2 separate regions of the Rattus norvegicus genome follow, and region 2 is linked to region 1. Evidence: chromatin contacts called from public Hi-C data. All regions are on one chromosome and are shown on one strand. Each heading gives the region's core, a stretch centred on a gene start, on an enhancer-like site or on the middle of the called end of the contact. The rest is flanking DNA. Distances are from core to core; before and after follow the strand shown.

Region 1 (7,352 bases), core at 1,851-4,350:
ATCCACAGGTCAACCTCTGGCAGCACCCCTAGGCTCAAAAGTATTAATTTTACACCAAATTTCTTTTCTGGCTAAACTCCAAGTTTGACATTTCTGATATCTGCTACTCTACCCCTGGCTGTGCTCACAGGACAGATATTTGCCCCCTTGTGATTATGACAGCAGACTGCAATAGTCTTCTAGGTCATAGGTATCCCGGGCTCTTGTGTTGACCCTGGGGCTCGGGGATGAGTGTTTGCTGCTGTGGGACATGATAAGCAATGGGTGCATCTCCAAATGGGTAAGAAGTCTCTGGGTAGAGTCCAGATCTTCTCCATTTTCCCCTCTCGGTGTCATAAGCAAGGGTACCCACCTCTGCCCACCCACGGCCTCAACACACTCACGTCATAGTGATGGTCCTCGCACCATCCTCTTCCTATTCTTTGGGTAGGGTGAATGGACTCAGGGCTCACAATGAGAGAACAGCTAGGGCAGCCATTCTGGCCTGTATTCTGGAGCCTATGGGGAGTTTTCTAGGCAGGTCCATGCCATAGAGTGCAGTCCTGCCCATAGCCCTTCTCCCCCCATACTGTAAATAATTTGTCATCATGGACTCCAACAGGGTCGGAGGGACAGATATAACCAATTGAAATTCTCTGAAGATGCCATCTGTCTCCCGGGGTGCCAGCGCCTGCTATCATGTGCACCAAGTGGCACTGGAGAGCCATAGAAGTCATAAGATACTGTATGTGTAAGCACATGTACATGAATGTGTGTGTGTGTGTATGTGTGTGTGTAAGTGTGTGTGCGTGTGTGCACGAGTCTCATTCAGCCTCTGGGGTCAAATCAGCTCCTCTCCTCTCCTCTACTCCTGGAGAGTAGTGACCATCAACATTTTCCCCTTCTAGCTTCTATGTCTTGTTTTTGCTTTCCCTCCCCCCTCCTCCCCTCTCCTTCCTTCTCTCCTTCTTTATTTGAGGGGGAAGAGTGCTGTACAAAGTCAAACAAACAAGTTTACAGTTGTAAGTGCAATGACCCGAGTCCTCCACATGACCTTGTGAATTGTGTGCCGTCCTCCTGTGCTCTGTGAGAACTCGTGGTACTTCAGTGTCCCTCCCCTGTACTGTGACAAGGTATTTCTGTGGTATCAGAATAAAAGGACTTGATATAAACAACCTCCAGACTGTCTTTGGGATGATTTCTGAAGTGGGAATGCTTAGCCAAACAAGTAAATGCCAATGCTTGTGACAATATCCTCAATGATTAAAGACGAGAGAGAGAGAGAGAGAGAGAGAGAGAGAGAGAGAGAGAGAGAGAGAGAGAGAGAACAACGTTTCAGAAATGTTGGTACACAACTGGGGCTAAGTTTAAAAATGACTGTCCAGGAAGGTGTAAAGGCCTGTCCCCCACCAATGGGTTTCCACCAGTTTTCAGGGTTCTGGTTCCCAGGAGCTAGTGCTGCCCCCTGGTGCTCTCAAGCAAGCTTTACATTTGTCTGCCTTGCTCCAACCTCAGAATCCTCCCCCCCCCCCCAGGCTAAGACCTTAATTCCCACATATAGTCAAGAGTAGTTCAAGCCGGGTGTCATAGCCCACACTTTTTTTAAAAAAAGATTTATTTATTTATCATATATAAGTACACTATACCAGTCTTCAGACACACCAGAAGAGGGCAGTGTATCTCATTACAGATGGCTGTGAGCCACCATGTGGTTGCTGGGATTTGAGCTCAGGACCTCTGGAAGAGCAGTCAGTGCTCTTAACCACTGAGCCATCTCTCCAGCTCATAGCCCACACTTTTTAAAATTTTTATTTATTTTATGTATATGAGCACACTGTAGCTGTCTTCAGACACACCAGAAGAGGGTATTGGATCCCATTACAGATGGTTGTGAGCCACCATGTGGTTTGAACTCAGGACCTCTGGAAGAGCAGTCAGTGCTCTCAACCGCTAGTCATCTCTCCAGATCCCAAAGTCCACATTTTTAATCCCAGCTCTTGGGAGGCAGAGATAGGTGGGTCTCTGTGAGTTAGAGGCCAGGACTATGTAGAGAAACTAAACAATAAAAGTCAAGTATCACTAGAAAATAAGAAACAGAGACTAAACAAAGTGTATCAATTTTGCCTCAGGGAAGAAAGAAAGTACTCATTCAAGGGGACCCATAGCTGGTCTGAAAGAGCAGCCAGTCTCAAGGATATGGAGGAAGGGGAGATGCCTACTGTTGCCCAACCTCTCTTGCCCTCTGCTGTCACCTAAGTTCAACCTAGTCCTGTGTGGTGTGCAAGAGGAGACCGCCTGTCTAGGCTCTTCTTTCCACTGCACCTCGCTGCTCTTCCGTGAAGTCTGACCCCACCCACATCTGCTCTTGGAGTGGGCTGACTCAGTCTGCTCAAGATCAGCATCAATGAGTCACTGAAAAGGGCGGGTTAAGGCTGTAGCAACAGATAGCTTCGGGGGCAAGTCTGGTGGTTGATAAACCGGGGTAGCACCCAGAGAGTTCAGCACCGCCCTTTGCCCCGCGCCCCAGGGCTCCGCCCGGGGACCTGATTTTCTCACTCCTAACCGCCTGGCTTGCAGTAAATGCGGAGAGAGCTGAAAGAGATCCCTGCGAGTGCCGCGCCCCGCAACGTTTCGACTTCATGGACCTTTCCCACCCCACCCCAAATCCCCTTGTCCCTCATCCTTCAGGATCATTGGCGTTCCTCTTAAGCACAGCCCTTCGAATGAATACTCAGAGTTTTCTCTCTGACCCCGCAGCTCACAGTCGGCTGAAATCCGGTCCTACTTCTTTCACTCATCCCAGACCTCCCCTATCCCGGAACACCAGCTCTGTTTTCTGCGGTTACATTTCTGCCCTCGCTCCTCGGAGGCTTTCCCCTCTCTAAAAATCCCAGGACCCGACTCCCAGGTTCTGCCTCCTACTTGCCAATCCCGCTCCTTCCCGAGGCTCCTTCGTAGGCCCCGCCTTCATACCACCCAGGCACCGCCCCCAGCTGGTTGGCCCGAGCTTTGCTGGGCCCTGCAGGTCCCAGGTCGCCACTGGGTGTAGCGGAAACTGGGGACCGCCTTAGGCCCCGCCCTCGGAGCCTCACTTCCGGGACTTAGGCGCTACAGAAAGATCGACTATGGAGCGTCAGGTGAGGGCTCGGCCCGTGGCCCCTGTGGCCTCCGTAGCCCGGGCTGAGCCTGACCCTGGTGTGTCCCCTGCGCAGGTGCTGCTGAGTGAGCCCCAGGAGGCGGCAGCGCTGTACCGGGGCCTTAGCCGCCAGCCTTCGCTGAGCGCCGCCTGCCTGGGTCCGGAGGTCACCACGCAGTATGGGGGCCTCTATCGGACCGTGCACACTGGTGTGTAGACCGAGGGGACTGGGTGGCGACGGGCCGTGCATCCAGGTGGGGACTGTGGAAGGCACGCTGCTTGACACGGGCTTGGGGAGGAAACCAACTGTAGTTCCTGCGCACAGGTGTTTTGGGGGTTGTGGTAGCCCGTAAATGAATTGAAAGTGTGGGAGTAAAATTCAGACCTGCATGGAAGGTGTGAACCTCGCAGACCTCTCCAACCCTTACATTCTATAGCCCAACAACAGTTACGTTGCCCTTAAAATTCTATGGTTGGTAGTGGGTTCTCTCCGACTGTCAGCTCAGGCTCTGGAAACCTAGGCTTAGGTTATATTAGTGAAGTGTTGACCAGGTTTTACTCAGGATGTCCGAAGACAGACTGGAAAAGGTAGGCCATGATTGGTGGGTAGTGATCCAAAGTGGCCCAGACAAGTTGAGCAGCCTCGTGCCTCCCTTGCAGAGTGGACTCAGAGGGACTTGGAGCGAATGGAGAACATCCGATTCTGCCGCCAGTACCTAGTGTTTCATGACGGAGACTCGGTGGTGTTTGCCGGGCCTGCAGGCAACAGTGTGGAAACCCGGGGGGAGTAAGTGTGACAGGAGGAGTTTGTAGATGAGACCACAACCCTCCCTGCCATGCTAGCCTTGTATAAATGTCACCACGTGTCCTTAGGGTGTCAAGCTCTGTGCCGCTCCCCTTCAGGGACAACTTTGGGTAGCTTCAGAGGAGCAAAGAACCAGGTGCCTGCTCCTTGAGAGTTTATTTGGTCTCTGGAGACATGGCCTGATAAACACTAGAAGCTTCTTCCTAACTAGGTCCTGGGTCCCTGGGAATCTGAAGAGAGTCAAGTCACGTAAGGAAGAGAGAGAAGGCCAGCTAGCTTGAGGAGTGTGCATGGGCTGTATGAGATCAGACTCCCAGTTAGCTGGGAGATGTCTCCCATGCTGCCCCCTCCGACTTTGTAATGCTAGACCAAAAAAAAAAAAAAAAAAAAAAGCTTATAAAGAAAAGGGAGAGGGGCTAGAGAGATAGCACAGAGGTTAAAGGACCTCTTCCAGAGGCCGTGAGTTCAATTCCCAGCAACCACATGGTGGCTCACAACCATCTGTAATGAGACGTGACGCCCTCTTCTGGCCTGCAGTCACATATGCAGGCAGAATGCTGTATATATAATAAATAAATAAATCTTAAAAGAAAAAAGGAAGGAGAGAGAGAGAGAGAGAGAGAGATTCATTCATTCATTCATGTAAGAGGCTATGACCAGTAAGGGGGCAGCACAAGGCTGTTTTGGGGCTTGGCAGAATCCTGACCTGCACCCCCTGTTCTCAGGCTGCTGAGCAGAGAGTCTCCTTCAGGCACCATGAAAGCTGTGCTTCGCAAGGCCGGAGGCACAGTCTCAGGAGAGGAAAAACAGTTCTTGGAGGTGAGTCTGCAAGGACGAGGTGGCAGGCAGTAGGCCATAGGTGAGGAGGATCTGCGGAGGGGCAGGCAGCCTGATACCCAGGTATCCTCAGGTCTGGGAGAAGAACCGGAAGCTCAAGAGTTTCAACCTGTCAGCGCTGGAGAAGCATGGGCCTGTCTATGAGGATGGTGAGGCGCCTGGCTGGTAAGCAGGCAGGGTGGGAAGAAGGGGCAGCCATAGCTTTGGGCTCCCCCTAATCGTCCCTCCCTGCATGTAGACTGCTTTGGCTGCCTTTCCTGGTCACACTCAGAGACACACTTGTTGTATGTGGCGGAGAAGAAGCGTCCCAAGGCTGAGTCCTTCTTTCAGACCAAAGCCTTGGACATCAGTGCCAGCGATGATGAGATGGCCAGGCCGAAGAAGCCAGACCAGGCCATCAAGGTGCTTGTGGTGTGGCCAGGCCACGAAGGCCCCGCTGGGCAGCCCTGCATCACTGTATCCAGTGGACCTGGGAGGCCCGAATGTCTAGGAGGCAGGGCAGGGTTCTGAAGGCACTGGGCATTGAGTGTCCTCTGTTCTCAGGGGGACCAGTTTGTATTTTATGAAGACTGGGGAGAAACGATGGTTTCCAAAAGCATCCCTGTGCTCTGCGTGCTAGATATCGACAGTGGCAACATCTCTGTGCTTGAGGGAGTCCCTGAAAATGTGTCACCTGGTCAGGTCAGCAGCAACTTGGCCTGTGCCCTCCCGGAGGCAGGGTTCCCTGTCTGAGCAATTCGTCTTGCTCATACCTACTTTGTGGTCTTGTTTACAGGCTTTTTGGGCCCCTGGAGACACGGGGGTGGTGTTTGTGGGCTGGTGGCATGAACCCTTCAGGCTCGGCATCCGCTATTGCACCAATCGCAGGTGAGGAAATGGGCGGACCAGAGGGCCGTTATGGCCCAGCCGACCATGGAGCTGAGTGTCTCTCTGACCTTTCCAGATCAGCTCTGTTCTATGTGGACCTGAGCGGAGGGAAGTGTGGTAAGTGTCTGGCGTCCGCATGTGCTTGCCTGACACATGTGCTTAGTCTTCCCCCGTGAATGTGTCAGTCACTCATATTTCTGTGGCCTAGAACTACTCTCGGATGGTTCCCTGGCCATCTGTTCTCCTCGGCTCAGCCCAGACCAGTGTCGCATCGTCTACCTACAGTATCCATGTCTAGCCCCTCATCACCAATGCAGCCAGCTCTGCCTGGTGAGTTGGGAGGTGAGGGTGAGGGGGTGGTGGTGGTTTGGTTAGCTTCTTGTTGGGGAACGAAGGCTAAAGGGACATGGTCATCTCCCCCCCTTGGGGCCCTCTCCTGTCTTCAGTGGATCAGTGGCTTGACCTTCAAGGTAGGACCTGGAGGCTTGAGCACTCTCGGGGCTCACCTCCTTAAGAGTCTCCTCCAGTCACTTAGTTCACATCTCCAAGAAGCCAGGCTCTACAAGGAGCAGGGGCAGAGTTGGAGGCTATACAGAGTCCATCCCCTGTACAAGGAGAGCCCTGGGTGGAAGTCAAGGGTCACACCTATCTGAGACAAGTCCAGGCTACCGTAAAAGAGATAAATTAGCCCCCTTCTCTCCCTAAAGCAATCCAAAGTTGTCACCTGAAGAGATAGATATCTGCGCCCTGAGATCCATGCCCTGGTGGGTCTGACCATTGTGTTCTCTTGCAGTACGACTGGTACACCAAGGTCACCTCAGTGGTGGTGGACATTGTACCCCGGCAGCTGGGAGGTAAGAGGTGCCTGGCTGGGGAAATCAGTAGGGCCTATACTAGGGCTATCTGTCCCACCTTCCTGGGTTCCTTTGGAGGACTCTCTCCTTGCTACTGTAGCCCTGTTGCCCAGGCCCACCAGAGATAGAAGATGGTGCTATGGGTAATAGCCTGATAGAATAAGATCAGAGTAGCCCAAGTTGGCTTGGGATGAGTGTCAGACAATGTTAGTTTGGAATGTTAGGCTTGAGAAGCACTGGGCCTGTGGGTGTGTGTTACTCTGTTTTCCTGCCCCGGCAACCTTTGTCCAGTCTAAGTGAGCTGGTCCTCTGGAAAGGGGACTCGAAGCTATGAGGCTCCTCTCCGAACAGCAGGTGCTTACAGCTCTGCTTGCAGTCCTCGGGCATCCCAAGGACATGCGGAGGAAAGTCTTTTCTCAAACCACCGAGAAAGGTCCAAGGGTCCAGTGGGGCAGGTCCAGCAGACAAAGTTCCAGGGATAAAGCACATGGCTACCTGTGCGTGATCCTTAGCACATACCTTGAGTTTGCAAGGACACCATAATAGGGACCTAGTCTGAACCTCAGCTCTGCCCATTAGCTGTGTGTCCTTGGTTGGTGCTCTGTCTTCCATGAGCTTCTGTTTCTCCATTTGTGGACAGGGTGATCAAGTCCACCTTCTGAGCTCCTGAGTGAGCTGCTGTACTCTGCACTCTGGTGGATAAGTACGTTATCTTAATACGGTTAAGGCACTTACATTGCCAAGACCCAAAAGGGAATAGCCAATAGGAAAGCATCGAGTTCGCCAAATAAGCTCACCAGCTCTGCCTCTTCCAGTCCTCAGAAGGTTCCCCCCACCCCCCTTCACCTTCTACTCAGTAAACTCCTCATTGCCA
Region 2 (7,352 bases), core at 3,210-5,709, 190 kb before region 1:
TGCCCAGAACTGACACAGGACACTTTTCAGGAGCCAGCCTAGGGACATAAGCATTCAAGCTCCCAGGAATCTCATCTTCACACCCTAGGCTGGTAGCAGACAATTTCAAAGGGGGCTATTTTCTTTCTTCTTTCCTTTCTTTCTCTTTTTCTTCCTTCCTTCCTTCTTTTTCTTTCTTTTTTAATATGAAGTATCACTATGTAGCCCTAATTGGCCTGGGATTCACTGTGTAGACTAGGCTGTTCTTGAACTCACAAAACGCTAAGATGAAATGACAAAGGCTATTAGCAAAAGGGAGGCTGGGGGTGAGGTGGGAATAGAGGGTGTGTCTTCCCCAAGCTTCCCAGGTCAGGAGTGTCAAAACAGCAGTGTCTTCCTCAGCTACATATGACAGGTTTATCTCGGCAATGGGGGAAGGGGTAGAGGACTGGGGTGTGCATATTGACAGGACAATCCAGAGGAGCTCAAGGATTCAAGGATTCTAATTCGAACCGGTGAATTCTGAGAGGAAGAGACTGGATTTACATGTCGGACAGTCAAAGGCAGAAAGTGCCCCCCACGAGGAATTCATGCTAAAACAACTGGATGGATGTCAAGAATTCCTAATCTGTAGATTTTGCCCAGATAGAACTTGGATGCACAGGGAACGTGCTTCGGCCTCTGGTGGCCAAACCCCACCTAGATGGGCACAGAAGGCCAATGTCTCCAGTAGAAGCTGCTGCTTACGTGTAGGAGAGTAAATTCAGATCATAACAGCCGTCCACCTGCAACAGAAGAGACCATCAGTGCTGAGCTGCTCAAAGCAACGTAAGCCAGGCAGAGGAACGCCATCACTCACGTCAAAGCGGCCGATCCTTGTGGAAGTATGATTAGCCCGGATCATCTCTGTCAATGCCCACATCTGCTGCACCTCAGAGGAGACTCTGCTGGGGTCTGGGAGACCCTGCTCCAGAAGAAAGGAATAGTGATCATGAATCTCTCCCCAGAAGTGCCCTCAGAGGTATAAACATGGAACACTCCAGATGAAACCAGTAACAGTCCCAGATAACTTGCAGAACACTGATGGCCTGATATTCCTTAAACAAGAACCATGCTTAAACTAGGGATGAGGGAATGACTCAAAGACCACAGAGCACCCAAGAAGACATTGAGCATGGGTCGTGGGTGTAGTCTCAAATGTCTGTGGTGTTGGGAACCAAACCCAGGACTTTGTGCCTGCCTGTTAAGTATTCTACCACTGAGCTACATCTCCAGGCAGCCCCGGGATAGCCAGAGGGCCACTTGTTTGTGCTCTGAACATTCGAACCATGTCTATATGGTTAATACCCAGTGTTAGAGAGCTTACCTCAAGGCGGGGAGCAGGCTGCTCATTGGACACTGGGTGGGAAAGCCACTTGGGGAAAGCCAAGGAGGGGCTCTGCAAAGCAAAGGCACACAGACCTGAATGAGGCGGAATCTAAGAGCTCTGGCACCTGAGAGCAAAGAAAAGGACCCTTGAGTCTCAGACTCTGGGAAATCCATGTTCAGAACCATCAAAGGGACCCTCAAATTACTAAACTCTTCTGATATGCAGAAGGAGAACCCAGGAACATAAGTCCATCCCAGTTCCTACAAGTAGTGAGTGGTCTCAAAGGTCAGGGGATGCTGACACAGAACCTCACCTTTGATCATGAACTCCTGCATTCACACTCCAGCCTCCATGAAGGCTTCCTTCGGAGTCTCACCAACCTTGCCTGTGACCCACCCTAGAGCCCCATCTCTAGCCAGAGCTAGAAGCTTTTAAGGTAAAGAGTTAGCCAGTAAGTTTCTGAGAGCCACTTGCCTTTGGTCCTTGCTGGTAGATTTGCAGTTCCTCCACGGAGAAAGACAGCCACAGTGGTGACGGCTGCCGCAGAATCAGACGCAGCTCCAGTATTCTGTTCATGTCACACAGCATCTGACACACATACAGAAGGACTCACTGAGCAGGGTGTGGTGATGCGTGCTTTTAATCCTAGCACTGGGGAGGCAGAAACAAGCAGTTCCTTTCTCTGAGTTCAAGACCAGCCTGGTCTACAAAGCAAGTTCCAGGATAGCCAGGGATACACACAGAAACCCTAATCTCAAAAAGACAAAGCAAAATAAAAATCTTTTCAAAAAACAAATACATTAAAAAAAAAAAAGACCCGGTTCCTTTACCAAGAACCTCCCAATCTACAGTAAAACCAAATGCTTCTCAAAGCCTTTATGAAGGACAGAACAAAGCAACTGCCTGAAAGCCATAGTCCAGCCCAGTTTTGCCCCACTCTTCCCTCCTGCTTTTCTGCCCAATCCAAGGGCAGGATTCCTTATCTAAGATTCCCTGGCCATGCTGAAGCCCAGCTGACCTGGTGCTTGAACAGTGACACATACTCCTGGGCTCCCTCCTCACTGTGTGGGTCAGGCATCAAACAGTAGTCCCGCAGACAAGTTACCCACTTGGCTGGTGTGTGCATCAGGGTCTGCTGACGAACGCGGATGCTCAAAAAAGCTGTGTAGTAATTCTTAAACGTGATCTCCTGCAGCTAGAATACACACAGCCCACCGTTAAGACAGGAGGCCCAGTGATACCATCTCCTCCTTTTAGAATGTATACTTTTGCTAACCAATTCAACAACTACTGGGGCCCAAACATAACCTTGCGTTCCTAAAAAGTGCTCACAGATCTGTAAGTCATGCAAACAAACCATCCCCAACATATCCGAGATGGTATCAGAGGTCAGAACCTTAACCCTGAAGGAAGCACAAGAGGGACATGGGAAACCCCATGAGGGCGAGCTCGCTAAGTGGACCAGTGAAGGGAGGTGAGGTAATATCCTGGGCTGAGGGTGTGGCTCCGTTGGTGCAGTGCTAGCCTTGTCTAGCACGTTTGAAGTTCCAGGCTAGACCGCACAGGACTGCATAAACTGGGCGTGTAATGGATACCTGTAATCTCAGTGCTTGGGAGGTAAAGGCAGGAGGATCAGAAGTTCATGATAAGCCTCAGCTATTCTTAGCCACTCTGGGATTTCTTTTTTTTTTTTTTTTTGGTTCTTTTTTTCGGAGCTGGGGACCAGCCACTCTGGGATTTCAACGGTTCCCTACCACTCCCAAGAGTAGCTTCTTTGTAAAAAGTACCACAGTGAGAGAACCTGTCATTCAGCCTGGCAATAGTAGAGATTCTTCCCCACACACACACACACACCTCTCTCTCAGAATTAGCCAGCTTAGACCAGAATAAGAATAATAGTAGGATAGTGCACTGTAGGGGCATGGGGAGCCAGGAGGCTGGGTAGCCTACAGTATCGACTGCCATAACAGTAGTTTTCATCACTGGATGCACACCAGAGTCACCTATGGAGCTCAAAACGAAAGAAAACAAACAAAACACAGAGATCAGGATTTGGTTCCCAGCACCTACATGGCACTTTACAGTTCCAGGGGATTACTCCAGTTTCAGGGGATTCAGAACCTTCTTCCGGCCTCTACTTCTACTGGGCATGCACAAGGTATATAAGCATACATGCAAACGCAACACACATAAATTTAAAATAAACCTTCCAAAATAAAATTATTAAATAAGTAAATAAAAATATAGATGTCAAAGATCCACCTCAAACACACTAACTCGGATTTTCCAAGGTCAGATGAATTAACTAGGTCTCCCCAGTCCATGGTAAGCAACATCTTGGGAGAGAATGACATATTGTAACACAAAGCATATAGGGCCAAGAAGGTGGGTGAAGAAAGAATCCTACTCATTAGAGGTAGGCTTTGTCTGTGCTGAGGTCATGCAAGGCCCTGGCACTGTCAGCTGAGATGGAAGCGCAACTAGGGATTGGAAACAAGTCACTAGGAGGACCTAGATGAAGGCTAGGTTGCACCTGACCTGTAGCAGGAGCCATCAGAATGGGTACGTTTGCATCATTAATGATCCCAGCTATGGCCAAAATCAAATATCCTCTCACTTGTACTGAGGTTCAAATTATATTTCCAGTAACATCCTGGACACCGGGTAGAGACGCTGAAGAGGATAGAACGGAAAACACTAGTCTATTTAATAAAATCTATTAATAAAGACTGTAAATGCTTCTAAATAGGGCCAATTCGCAAAAGCAAGAGGCACGTTAGAGGCAGTGTAAACGCCTAGGAAACGCCCAAGTTACTAGGTATTCCCCGCCCAGAAGCCTTGACCGCATCTATGTGGGGCGGGGGCGGGGGTGGGGGTGGGTGGGGGGTGGTAGGGATTGCTCACCTCGAAAGGCGCGACGTTGGGAAAAGTGACATCGACGACTAGCACGCCAGGCCGACCTTGGGAGGTCCTCATGTCGCCCACTTGCAGGGCGACAGTGCTTTTCACATGACAGGGCACCACTACACGGGACATGATTTGGGAGGCTACAATCAAGCGAAATCACCGCTAACAGTCTCCATCCAACCACTAGCCCTTATTGGCGTCGCCTATCAACCAAGAGAACTACAACTCCCAGGCGACATAACGCTTGTAACAGTCTAGCCAATCCCGATGGTCAGGGCAGGTCGAGAGTCGGAAATACCAGCGGAAGTTCTTCTTCAACCAATCACACGTCTGTAAGCCCCTCCCAGGCTGCTCTGGGCAACCGTCGAGCCGTTCTTTATCAAAGAGATCCAGAATGCTTTGGGCTGGCTTAAACCTTCCTTAAATTCGGCTACTTTATTAGGTTAAAATGTATAAAACAATTAGGCGGTTGATGGCGCTTGCTTTTAGTCCCGCATTTGGGAGGCAGAGGTAGGCGGGATTCTGACTTCGAGGCCAGCCTGGTCTACAGAGAGAGTTTCAGGACAGCCAAGGTTGTTACACAAAGAAACTGTCTCTCCGTAGCATACACAAAATCCATCTGGGTACAGCTATCTGCAATTCCAGACCTAAGGAATTTGTCACCCACTTCTGGCCTTGGAACAATTGTTTCTTTGGTTCTTTTTTTTTTTTTTCCTTCGGAGCTGGGGACCGAACCCAGGGCCTTGCGCTTCCTAGGCAAGCGCTCTACCACTGAGCTAAATCCCCAACCCCCAATTGTTTCTTAAAAATACAAACAAGATAAGGTATGTTGGTGCAAGCCTTTAATCCCAACATTGAGGAGGCAGAGTCAGAAGCAGGTAAATAAATCACTGGGTGTTTGAGACCAATCTGAGCTACAGAAAGAGGTCCAAATCAGGGGCTGGGGATTTAGCTCAGTGGTAGAGCGCTTACCTGGGAAGCGCAAGGCCCTGGGTTCGGTCCCCAGCTTCGAAAAAAAAGAACCAAAAAAAAAAAAAAGTTCCAAATCAGTCCTGTCTCAAAAAGGGGGAAAAAAAAAAAAAGTGGAGGCACAAGGTGCGTTGATTCACTCCTGTAACCCCAGCTAAATCTAGTCCAAAAAATAAAAGGCCAGGCATTAGTGACGCTTTAGTTAACCCAGCACTTGGAAGGTAGAAGCAGAATCTAGAAGATCGGACGTTCAAGGCTGGTCTTCAGTAGGTTTCAGGCTAGGTAGCAGATTTCAGGCTAGCTTAGGCTATGTGAGGCTAAAAAAGGAAGAAAGCATAACAGCCCAATTAAATTGGTTGACTGGGGAGGAGGCAAATACTCGGTTTGGGATTTGTTTATCTTTTTTTCCAGACAAGATGTCACTACAGATGTAAATGAGGCTGCTCCCAAATTCACAGAGATCCACCTGCCTCTGCCTCCTTCATTCTGGGATTAAAGGTGTGTGTCACCACGCCAACCTACCCAGTTTTCTTTTTACGTTTTATATTGAGGCATTTGGGAAGATTAACAGATCTGAGGTATATGGTCAGGAATTTCAGCCCATGCAGCGGGAGAGATAGCTTTGCAGTTAAAAAGCCCTTGCTGCTTTTCCAGAGGACTAAGTTTAGTTCCCCAAACTCCCTGCAGGTTCCCGTGAATGCCTGTAATTCCATGCTGTCTTCTGACCTCTGAGGGGAGCTTGAACTTATGTGTACATACCCACACAGACACATGTGATGTGTATACTCATAATTTAAAACTAAGCCTGACAGTGGTGGTGCACACCTTTAATCCCAGCACTCAGGAGGCAGAGGCAGGTGGATCTCTGTGAAGTTCTAGGACAGCCAATACTACACAGAGGAACCCCGTATGTGCGCATGTGCAGTGGGGAATGGGACTCCTGCGCAATGATCCAGTGAGTGAATACACTTGCTATGCAAGCTTGAAGACCTGAGTTCAAGTCTCCAGAACCCATGTTGGAAATAAAAGAAAACTGTGCATGTCTGTAATCCTAGCATTTGGCAGAGTGGAAACAAGAGGATTCTGGGAGCTCAATGGCCAGCCAGCCTAGCCAAATAGGGAGATTCTGGTTCAATGAGAGACTGCATGAAAGGAGTAAGGCAGACAGGCATAGAGGAAGACACCCAGATCCTTCCCTGAACTCCAAATATTAGAGCACAGGCATGTGTACCAACACATACACATCGTACCAAACACAACATAATGCACAAAAAACATTTTAATTAATTTTTATTGATATGGGTACACTATAGCTGTCTTCATACGTACCAGAAGAGGACATTGGATCTCATTACAGATGGTTGTGAGCCACTATGTGGTTGCTTGGAATTGAACTCAGGTCCTCTGGTCCAGCAGTCAGTGCTCTTAACCACTGAGCCATCTCTCCAGCCCCCACAAAATACTTTTTAATTAAACTTTAAACAATAATTTTTTAATTAAGCGAGTTCCTGAGAAATATCAGCATGATAGATATATGCCAAATTTGTCCTCTTGTTAAAGGAGAAATTATAGAAAGCCATAGTTTCTGGGTTAAGCTCCTACACCATGTTCTGACAGTCTAGCTAAAAATAAAAAGGGAGTCACTCGTACTAATGGTCCATGTCACCAAAATGAAATTAAACTGTTTATCTGAATTTCCAAGAAATCGGGATTAGAAAAATAACAGCCAGTTATCTCAAACAGACCAGTTTGAATTGGCACAATAGTGTCCCATCTGCCTAAAGCCAAACACAAAAATGGTAACATGATGTTAACTGTTGCTTCCCTGTATCTGCTTTACACAGAAAATAACTTTGAAATGACTAACCTGCTTTTTGTTTCGGATTCTACTCTCTTTAGTCCTTTTCTGACTATGAAGCCATTCTCTTAAGCTAGGTTTTGGGTTTTGTTATACTTTGTTTCAATTTTGAATTTTCTTATATAGCTTTTAAACTCACCATCCTGGGAGAGATCTGTGCCACCACACAGAAATCTGTTGTATTGTGCAATAATGTTGCTGCCCCAGCTTTCTTTTGATAATTATTTGTATGGAACAGATTTCTTATCTTTTTTTTTTTTCCAGAGCTGG

The links. Hi-C and Micro-C count contacts between places; a contact is called where the count stands out from the background.
Region 2: a contact with region 1 is called in a Hi-C map of hepatocytes, with 2.5 times the contacts expected there. The contact joins the promoter of Nicn1 here to the promoter of Apeh in region 1. A contact is called at or near these places in 5 of 12 Hi-C or Micro-C datasets (frontal cortex, hepatocytes, liver and 1 more).

What each region holds. Positions count from the first base shown.
Region 1 is chr8:117,657,250-117,664,601 of GRCr8, reverse strand. It overlaps Apeh (acylaminoacyl-peptide hydrolase), which reads left to right and starts at 3,100. Exons shown (of 22, transcript NM_012500.1): 1 at 3,100-3,116; 2 at 3,192-3,324; 3 at 3,776-3,902; 4 at 4,646-4,739; 5 at 4,831-4,906; 6 at 4,996-5,159; 7 at 5,301-5,438; 8 at 5,533-5,624; 9 at 5,701-5,741; 10 at 5,833-5,954; 11 at 6,418-6,478. The coding sequence starts at 3,105. Bsn (bassoon (presynaptic cytomatrix protein)) reads left to right here. Exons shown (of 12, transcript NM_019146.2): 12 at 1-1,155.
Region 2 is chr8:117,852,145-117,859,496 of GRCr8, reverse strand. Nicn1 (nicolin 1, tubulin polyglutamylase complex subunit) reads right to left here and starts at 4,459. Exons shown (of 6, transcript NM_001034999.1): 1 at 4,253-4,459; 2 at 2,367-2,543; 3 at 1,823-1,936; 4 at 1,346-1,417; 5 at 839-943; 6 at 1-764. The coding sequence starts at 4,384. The coding sequence ends at 723.